Regions from separate parts of the Acanthopagrus latus genome. Here region 2 is linked to region 1. Evidence: chromatin contacts called from public Hi-C data. All regions are on one chromosome and are shown on one strand. Each heading gives the region's core, a stretch centred on a gene start, on an enhancer-like site or on the middle of the called end of the contact. The rest is flanking DNA. Distances are from core to core; before and after follow the strand shown.

Region 1 (4,571 bases), core at 844-3,343:
GAATGTGAGGCACCACAGTAAGTTAACTGGAAACACTCCTGGTTCATTTGTAGGTGAGCCATAGTCACCAGATCCCCAGTTGAGATGTAATGTGAAAGAGATGTATATGATATTGAGCCTTGCAGAATAAAGTACTGTATTATTATTCACAACACATCTGTTTGCAGGACATAAGAACTCTTTTTTTCTCTGCTGTCCGTTCCAACAGAAGAAAATATGTGGCAAATATGTATCCTGGCACTCGTGTGTGAAAAGTGATTTCAGCCAAACTGCACCTGTGTGTGACTAAGAGCATGTAACTCAATGATCACCACATCCATGTGAGATAAGCATCAGGCAATGCTATTATACAAAAAACACATCAGCCCGTTTACATGAGTTAGATATAAGTTCAACATGTCACACCAACACAAAAGTCTGATGATGTCCTAAATGTACTACCGCTACAGCTACGGCCAATTTGTGAGCACTATGAACACACAGAGAGCAAACAGTAGTGCAGTCAAAGTATTCAGATCCTGTATTCAAGCAAAACGTACTAATACCACTGAAAAGTCTCCACTACAAGATAAAGTTCTGCATTCAAGACCAACTAAACACACTTACAAGTTTGAAAAGACTAAAGAGTGCAGTATTTGCTTTTGAGATGTAGAGGAGCAGAAGTGTCATTTATATATGTAGCTTGCATGTTGCAGATTTGGTGGAACAGTCCCCTGATATTCTGTAGAACCACTACAGAACTACTGCCGGGTGTGTGTCTGTCTGTGTGTGTGTGTGTGTGTGTGTGTGTTTCACAACTGGGAGTTATCTCTGTGGCGACTGCTGGTTCCCCTTTCCTGTGCCCTTCCTCCAACCATGCCAGGTTTTAACTGAACAAAAAACTGAGCCTGACTAATACTGGATTAAAGGGGCCTGAGCCTAATTAAATAAACACACAGCACATTTTTTGCAACAATCCTTCATAACCATGATATGGTTATCAAACACTAGATAACAAGGTAGAATATTGTTCGGTTTAACAAGAAAATTTAGCGTCCAAAACGACATCAGTGCATTGAAACAGTTGATTTTACTTGGAATTCAACAATTAAAAAGACCCCACACATCCTTTTTTCTGCATTATTGAACAATATAGTGTCTATAAAGGATTTTGATAGACCAACATATATATCACACATCCACAGACATTCACTCTGATGCAGCATAACCCATTTTGTAAGCACATTCATGACTTTTGGCAGAGCCTCAAAAGCTAAACAGGCCTTTAGTCAGTATCTGTGAGAACGTGGAAAACTTTGTGCAGACAAACAGCAGAAATCATGCTGCAAGACAGGTGTGAGAGATGTCTATACATCCACTATTACATAACAATGTATTACTCAGAAATGCATGCATATATTTACACACAGCAGTAGCACAGAGGGAATGTTGTGTCGGTCTGTGCTTGTGTTAGCCTGCTGGACATGTTAGCTCCAGCAGCTTATGCTTGCACCACTGCCCACATTAGCCTCTTCCAGTCTCGCAGCGGCGTGTATCTCAGGTGTGACCGCGCCTAACATACCTGACGCTAACTTACCTACACTTCTTACGTTACTTCCTCTACGTAGGCGTTCACCGCACCAACTTTGGACTGAGTTTATTTCCACGCCACAAAGTTGGACTGAGAGTTTGCTAGCTTACACCAACCGCTAGCAAAAAAACAACATACACTTGATACGTGAGATAATTATGTGGCGGGTGTGGTGACATAATTATCTCACGTATAAAGTGTCTGGTGATTAGCATGTTAAACCTAATGAACTAATGTACCTGCGTGTCTCGATAATGGACGCATAGCTTGTGAACCTGCCTGGGGGACGGTGGCCCGTCGGGTTTAACAGTGTATGCTAACAGTTTAGCTCAAGTTCAACAGCCTTACCTTCGTACTCGGACATCCATCTTTACAAGCTGCCGCGGCCGCCTCGTCTGACAGACCCTTGTCGCTCATTTTAGCTTACAGACAGCGTACAGCAGGACCGCGACTCGGCCGGGTGGACTGACAGGGAGTGGGACCCAAACTGAGGGAGTCTTACATGGAGACACTTCCGGTACTGGGATTTTCAAAGTAAAGGCGCATCGCGTGCAAGGATTACAAGACAACACTGGTGGCCACTTTACTATTAAGATTGATGTTGCATGTAAAACAACAAAAAAAAAACTGGTTATTAATTACAGGATTACACTTCATTAAGCTTTAATGATCCACTTGGAGAAATATATCAACAGCAAGAATAGACAGCCATGAATAAATCCACTACAGATGATCATAACAGCAAACAGTAATATAAACAGAAATATATTTAATCAGCCTACCACTATGAGAACGCTTAATTTTCTATGGTGACTGAGCAAAACACCTTCATAAGACTAGCACTAACATCCAGCATCATTTAGGATGTACTGTGATATGTTGTGAATTGGTGCCGGTGGCCCCTCCCGACAGGGAGTCTGCATCAATAATACAATGACAGATTTCTTGCAATGATTTTGCACTGAAGGAAAAGGTGTAAATAAAGTGTTTTAAGCCCCATTCATCCCTTGTCTGTATGAAAGATTACTCTTTTTTTCCCAGGTTGTGTGTGGCCCTCTATCAATAAAGCCGGCCCCAACCTAGCCCCCTTATTAAAATTGGTCTAGAACTGGCTCTGCTGTGAATGGTACACAGTGGGTTAAAATCTAAAAATCTAAGCCTGATTGGTAAATTATCCTGACACCAATGGTCGGGCATAATTTAAAGATTCAACATCTTTCATCCATCCTCAAACCCCTCTACTTCTACCTCACTATATAATGAAGTAAGACTTAATGCAGAGGACCACCATCATTTTATCAGCCTCTTCCTGTTTTCAGGCTGTAATTTTCACATGTATCCACCTCAAAGAATCTTGTGAACAAACTCTGCTTTTAGAAGCGACTGCATACGAGGACATGTTGGGAAAAGATTTTTGTGCACTGCACTTAAACTGGAACGCAAGTTAATCAGCCGCACACCCAAAGTTTTATTTTGAAAATAAAGACAGGCAGCCCCTTTTTTTCCTTTTTTTGGAAATACTTTGTTCAATATTATGTAACCAAGGAATTTGGCCTAATGCACCACAGTTACTGGGTTTTTTGTTACACCTATACAGTGACACTGTATTAAGTCATATCAGAGTGTTCAGTATGACACTTGGTTGTGTTGTTTGGTAAATGCGTTTCAGTTCTATGTGTTTAAGGGTACAGAAACAACACGGGACAGTTGGCCATGGAAATGACTTTATTTTAGACAAGTTGGAGAGTTCTTTAATGGGAGAGAAGTGACAGAAGGCCATATTACAGGCTATTAAGTGTACACAGCTCATCAAAGCCATCAACAGTCGGCTCCCAGGAATTCGTACTAAGCTGTGAACCACTAGCCACTAATAATACAGAGAGAGGAGGGCTGATAATAACATACCAACTACAAGCCTGAGGACCTGCAGAGTTCCTGAGACAGTTTGGCTGCCAGAGATGGGACTTCCAGCGGGCAAGGAGTACTTCATCCTCTATACTTTCATTGATATTTGCTTTTTTGGAGGCTTTCCTGATTTCAAAAAGGCCCAAACCAACTAAATTCATAACTGACAGAAACTTAAAAATATGTAAATCAGATTTTTTTTCCTTCTTCAAAGTGTTAAGCATGGGGTAAATAAATGTTTTAATTCAGAAGTGGTTTCCATGTTAGAACCAGCTGCTTTTACCATTTTACTTTCCATGTTTTGAAAGGACTCCGAAAGATGACTCATCACCTACCAGACATGGCAAAGATTTAATACTTGCCTGGTTTCTGGTGGCATTTCACATCCTAACACAACACACAGCTGGAGAGTGAGTGTTCTTTGACATGGCCTTCACAAAGTAAGCAGCACTACAAACATTTTCATTTCAACAGAATATAAAAGTAACAGAAGAAGAAAATTATTTCTTTCACCTCAACTTTCTTCAGATGCATTATAACAATGTTAACGTATGTTAGAAAAAAAAAATATATTCCTATTCCCACAGTGCAGTCACCTCCACACCCATATTAACCTAGACACCCACAACAGATCAGACAACAAGAAATAGATGAGAAAATGTACTGAAGCCCTTTTTCACTGCGATGTTCATCCTCGTGCTCTGGCAGGGCAGGTCTTTAGTAACTGCGTCCAAACAGGGTGTAGTACTGAGCCGGCTCTTTGCCACTGACACACATCTGACCAGGCTGCAGCGTCTTCAGGGGAGAGAAGGGGATACAGAGGCTCTTGGCTCCCATGGACGGAGCTCCAGGCTCCAGGTCCTGGTCCCTACAGGGGCAAAAGCACAACAATGTCTTTACTGGCTGAAATCACAGCACTCAAGGCAAAATCAGGGAAAACTGGGCAAGAATAACTAATACTTACGAACCTAGTCTGCATCAAATTTAGGACGCACAACATCTTATTTGTTCTATCAAAGCACTAACTACCATGTCATAGAATGACCTGTCACACGTACTTGGCAGTGGTTTTCTTGATCCATTCCTCGCACTGAAT
Region 2 (4,571 bases), core at 1,352-3,851, 140 kb after region 1:
CGGGATGTTCCAGCTAAACAAGCTGTGTTTGTTTAGCTGGCCAACACCTTATCCTCTAGAGTTTGAAAGGAGACTCTCACTTTGGGAGATCTTTGTATTTCCACAGTGAAAAAATAGCATATAATTGAGTGTTTAATGTAATTTGCAAGGTTAACAAATGCATAATTATGCCTTTCTTATCCCCTGTGTTATACAGTATATTTGACCAATTGATTTCTGTGCTGGGTCATCTATAAAATTTACATGGAGGCCTTTGGAACCTCTGATTTCCCATCTAGAGGACCAATCATTTTCTTCATTATACTACCATCTTGTGGCAAAATGTGTAACTCAGTCTATTTAAAAAGACAAAACTGGTGTTTTTCATGTTTTGGCATTATGGTTAGGGCAGTTATACAAAGTTTTCTGTATGTGATTTGTGGTAAATAAATTAAGCAACACAGCTTAACGTCATTAATTCATCACTGTGCAAAAACACACCTGAGACAGGGCTACTAACGCAGGTTTAATATAAAGGTCTCTCATTTAATCTGGGGCAATGGTGTGTGAAACACTACGCAGCACTCAAAACTCATGCATTACTGATCTGTCTGACAAACTGATGTGATGTACAAGTGAGCATCGTCTCTGACTGGCTGTTGTGCTTACTTATGTAAAAACACAACATACACAACACATATTTGCAGTTTCTTTTCTTCAAAGTGTAACAGTGTTAAAATGTTTTTGTTGCCTACTATGAGAACTTGTAAATAGCTGATTTAAACATGTCAATAAAAATAGTTTACTATTTCCTTCGTGGCCTGTCATGCAGCAACTGATTCTGTGTCTTGAGGTGTTTTTGTTCTTAGTAATGGGAGTGGGTTACATTAATCTTTTCTTTTTGTTTGTCACTGTTAGATATTTTATATGATCTTTATGATATATTTAGGGATCATGAACTGGACTGATCCAGCAGGTCAGAGGTCAGAGGTCCATTGGAGCGGTTTACCTAATGAATACCTAAAACAACCCATTTTTTCAACCTGATGACACCAAAAACTTGGTCTCATAATCGACTTAAATTGCTTTCACAAATTACCTCTAAATGACAAATGAATAAAAACAATTAGTGGCAACTGTTTAAACCTTTATAATAATTTTATGTGAAACATTATCATTATTATGCTTCTGTACTGGCGATTACCGTGGCTTGCCTTCTGTCCATCCAGTCTTTCTGAACGTGATATCTCAAGCACATCCTGAGGGAATTTCTTCAAATATGGCACAAACATGGCAAAATGGTAAGGCTACTAAAATGTATATTATTAACAACTGAGAACCTGTTACAAATATGATGTCAAGTGGAATCTGCCATGATGTGTCTTTACCTCAGACAACAGGCAACTTGACATCTTGACAAAAAAAAAAAAAAAATCACTGAAACACTCAAAATAATCTCTGCACAAACAACACACACACACACACACACACACACACACACACACACACACACACACACACACACACACACACACACACACACACACACACACACACACACACACCAGTACCAGCTGTCCTCTGCTGCCCCTCAGTGGTCAGTCCTACACATGCCTGACTGAAAAAACACTAATAAACCCACTGATCTATCTCCACATTCCCAACCTAATGTCACCACTACTACATATTGTTGTTTTGAAGCATGTCAATTCTTCTTTGGTAGCATTCTTTGATATATGGTTACTGATGAAGCTCAGTTTGTCCACTTAACTTGAAGGAAATACCTCTCAGGCAAACTGCAAGAGAATAATTGAAGATCTATTAAAAATACTGTTTTTTTGTGTAAATGTTATATTTGCTCTTAATCGTCTCTTAATAAGGACCAAGCCTAGTTCAAAACATTTTTGTAAATATATTTTTAAAGTGTATTTCTTCTTCCTTCCATATTATTATCCTCCCAGTTTAGATACTTGTCAACAAGTGTTTGAAAAATTGAGAAACTCTCGTCATCACCTGGACTCTAGCCTTAGTTCTGAGAGTGGTTTGGCGAGAATACCTTTTGGCCTGTTGGGCTCCACTAATTATAAGAAGTTTTCCATTGGTACATTTCTTACAATAAAATACCAGTAAACTATATATATCAACTAGACTTACATTAACATCAGCAACTAGAGGACAAGGTTAACCCCAAGAGTCTCTGTAACTGTATAATCACCTGAAGAGATCAGTCAAATAATTGAGGAGGTCCCAATTTTCCATAGATATGTCAAAATAAAGTTTTGTTCAAAATTTGGTAAACTGGCTTTAAAAGATGAATGAGAGAATTGTATAGTGGCACATAGAATATGATGCAAACAGAAAATAGGCCCACTTAATCTCAAAAAGGCCTACAACTTTAGGACATAGAGTCATCATGAGTGCATCATGTATTAGTTTAAACCTCTTTAAATGTATGACATTAACGTATGAATTCAAATCAGGCTAGTGAAGTGAGAAGTGTTTCTAATTCAAACTAGATCAGTGAATGTATTCACCACACGTTAATTGACTGTGAGGTGATCCTACATTCTACTATCCTACATTACAGTCAAAAGGACCTTACTTTGAAGGTTTGGACCGGAAGTGCCTGTTGTGATTGACGTTAGTTTGACATTGGTACTGACTGCTGTAGCCAAACAAGACTTTCTGTCATATCACTCAGTCACTGGTATTCACTTCTGTCCTTTAAATACCACGACGCCTGGACTCGGTTGATTCGGTGAGTTGCACGTCGCTGTAAACAATGAAAGAAGAACCACGGAGGAAAAGTTTGCGAAGGCGGTTTCCCGGCAGAAGTCAGAAAACATTTACAGTAGCTAGCTTACTGATAGCTTAAGCTACGCAGGCTAGCTGCTTCTACCACCAACGGCACCTTTAACTTGAGAAACTCGAAAGACACGAAATGTCACCAAACCTTTGCGGAACTTTGGAAAAGTACAGTTCTGTTCAAGCTGTTGACCCCAAAGATAAAGTTTGAGGGTGGTTTACAAAGGTACTAACGCATTATAACCCAACGTTAAAGCTAGCTATGTTGCTAAAGGTCCAGCGTTAACTGTTAACTGCGGCGATGCTTAAGAGCTAACAAGTATGGAACGCCAGGTTATATATAATATAATTGACCGCCGAAGGACTTTTGTGAGATAACCTTGCTGGCTTACTAGGCCCCGTCTTCGTTGCAAAGTGTTGAATATTGTGCATAACGACTTTACAGAAACTTGCTGAATTGCATTCGTAGACCCAATTAAACTAAAGCCGAAGAAAGGACAGCACTTTGTCATCTTGAAATCTTATAGAAATTAGATGTGTTGGTGTTGACATTTTACCTATCCTGTAGTAACCTTGAATTCTTGAATACATACATGACCCGTAGGTGAGGTTGTGCATCTGTTTGTGTGTTTATGGCTGCAGGAAGCACAGCTATGTGCAGCTGTGTGCGGAGCTCCAGGGCTCTGTCCCCTGTCCTGCTCCCCCGGCTGCTGCACCCCCAGACGGGCTACAGATTAGCTGGCAGGAGCCTCTGGACCACCCCCCACTGTATGGCTGTCAGTGGAGACTCCCAGCTGCTCCCACTGCCCAGCCAGGCCCGTGTGGTGATATGTGGAGGGGGTGTTGTGGGGACATCAGTCGCCTACCACCTGGCCAAAATGGGCTGGACTGATATAGTGCTGCTGGAGCAGGGCAGGTGAGATTATGTGTTTAATTCATTTACCAGGAATGACTGACATGTTGTGAATCCTCTCAAGCACAGCAGTGTCTGCTCAGCCACCAACCCTGACTTGTGACTTCCCTGTTTTTTGGACAAATAAAGGCCGTTTCTACATTTGGAGTCAGAGGAGGCTCAGTGAAAAAAGAGATGTTGATTGGATATTGCTTTGCTAATGCTGTATTGCTTGCCCCGTTATCTTGTTGGCAGACTTGGTGCAGGAACAACCAGACTATGTGCTGGCATTGTCAGTGTGGCCAAGCCTATTTCCATTGAGTGTCAAATGGCAAACTACTCCAATAGCCTTTACCAGCAGCTGGAGGAACAGACTGGGGTCAAAACAGGTCAGCCACTGGAACATATTTTGCTTTCATTTGTATTTCACTTATTCTGATGCTATTCATGAAGACGACTGTTTTTTCGATATGACTACTACTTGTATCCTTACTGCTGAGAAACTTTCAAAGAAATTTTTCCAGATGCAGATTAATGATCTATTCTATTACCATTTCTAATTTTATCTCCCCAGGGGATATTCAGGCAGTAAAGCAAACCATTGCGTCATGGTCATAACAATTTTAGTGCTGTAAATCATACAGTAAGGCAGCTTAATCATTTGCACGACATGCACTGCTAGTCAAGGTATCACGAGATTTGCCTCGCTGAATACCTCCCATATGTTTTGTCTTTTTACAAATCTAGAATGATAACTCCCCTAGAGTGTTGTTATGGCTTTACTCTGTATTTTAGCTTTGAGCAGTTTGAGATCTGCTGAGTCACATAATATGTGGTTTGCGAATGTGTTTCAGGGTATGTAAAGACGGGGTCTTTGTGTCTGGCCCAAAATCAG

What was found. A called contact is a pair of places that touch in the nucleus more often than the background predicts.
Region 2: a Hi-C map of muscle shows a contact between it and region 1, with 2.9 times the contacts expected there. The contact joins the promoter of pdpr here to the promoter of glo1 in region 1. A contact is called at or near these places in 2 of 4 Hi-C or Micro-C datasets (both in muscle).

What each region holds. Positions count from the first base shown.
Region 1 is chr4:2,474,981-2,479,551 of fAcaLat1.1, forward strand. It overlaps glo1 (lactoylglutathione lyase), which reads right to left and starts at 2,094. Exons shown (of 6, transcript XM_037096726.1): 1 at 1,919-2,094. The coding sequence starts at 1,987. It overlaps eprs1 (bifunctional glutamate/proline--tRNA ligase), which reads right to left. Exons shown (of 35, transcript XM_037094983.1): 34 at 4,534-4,571; 35 at 3,278-4,343. The coding sequence ends at 4,193.
Region 2 is chr4:2,618,077-2,622,647 of fAcaLat1.1, forward strand. It overlaps pdpr (pyruvate dehydrogenase phosphatase regulatory subunit, mitochondrial), which reads left to right and starts at 2,602. Exons shown (of 18, transcript XM_037094935.1): 1 at 2,602-2,737; 2 at 3,427-3,700; 3 at 3,932-4,065; 4 at 4,531-4,571. The coding sequence starts at 3,438. pnoca (prepronociceptin) reads left to right here. Exons shown (of 3, transcript XM_037095676.1): 3 at 1-791.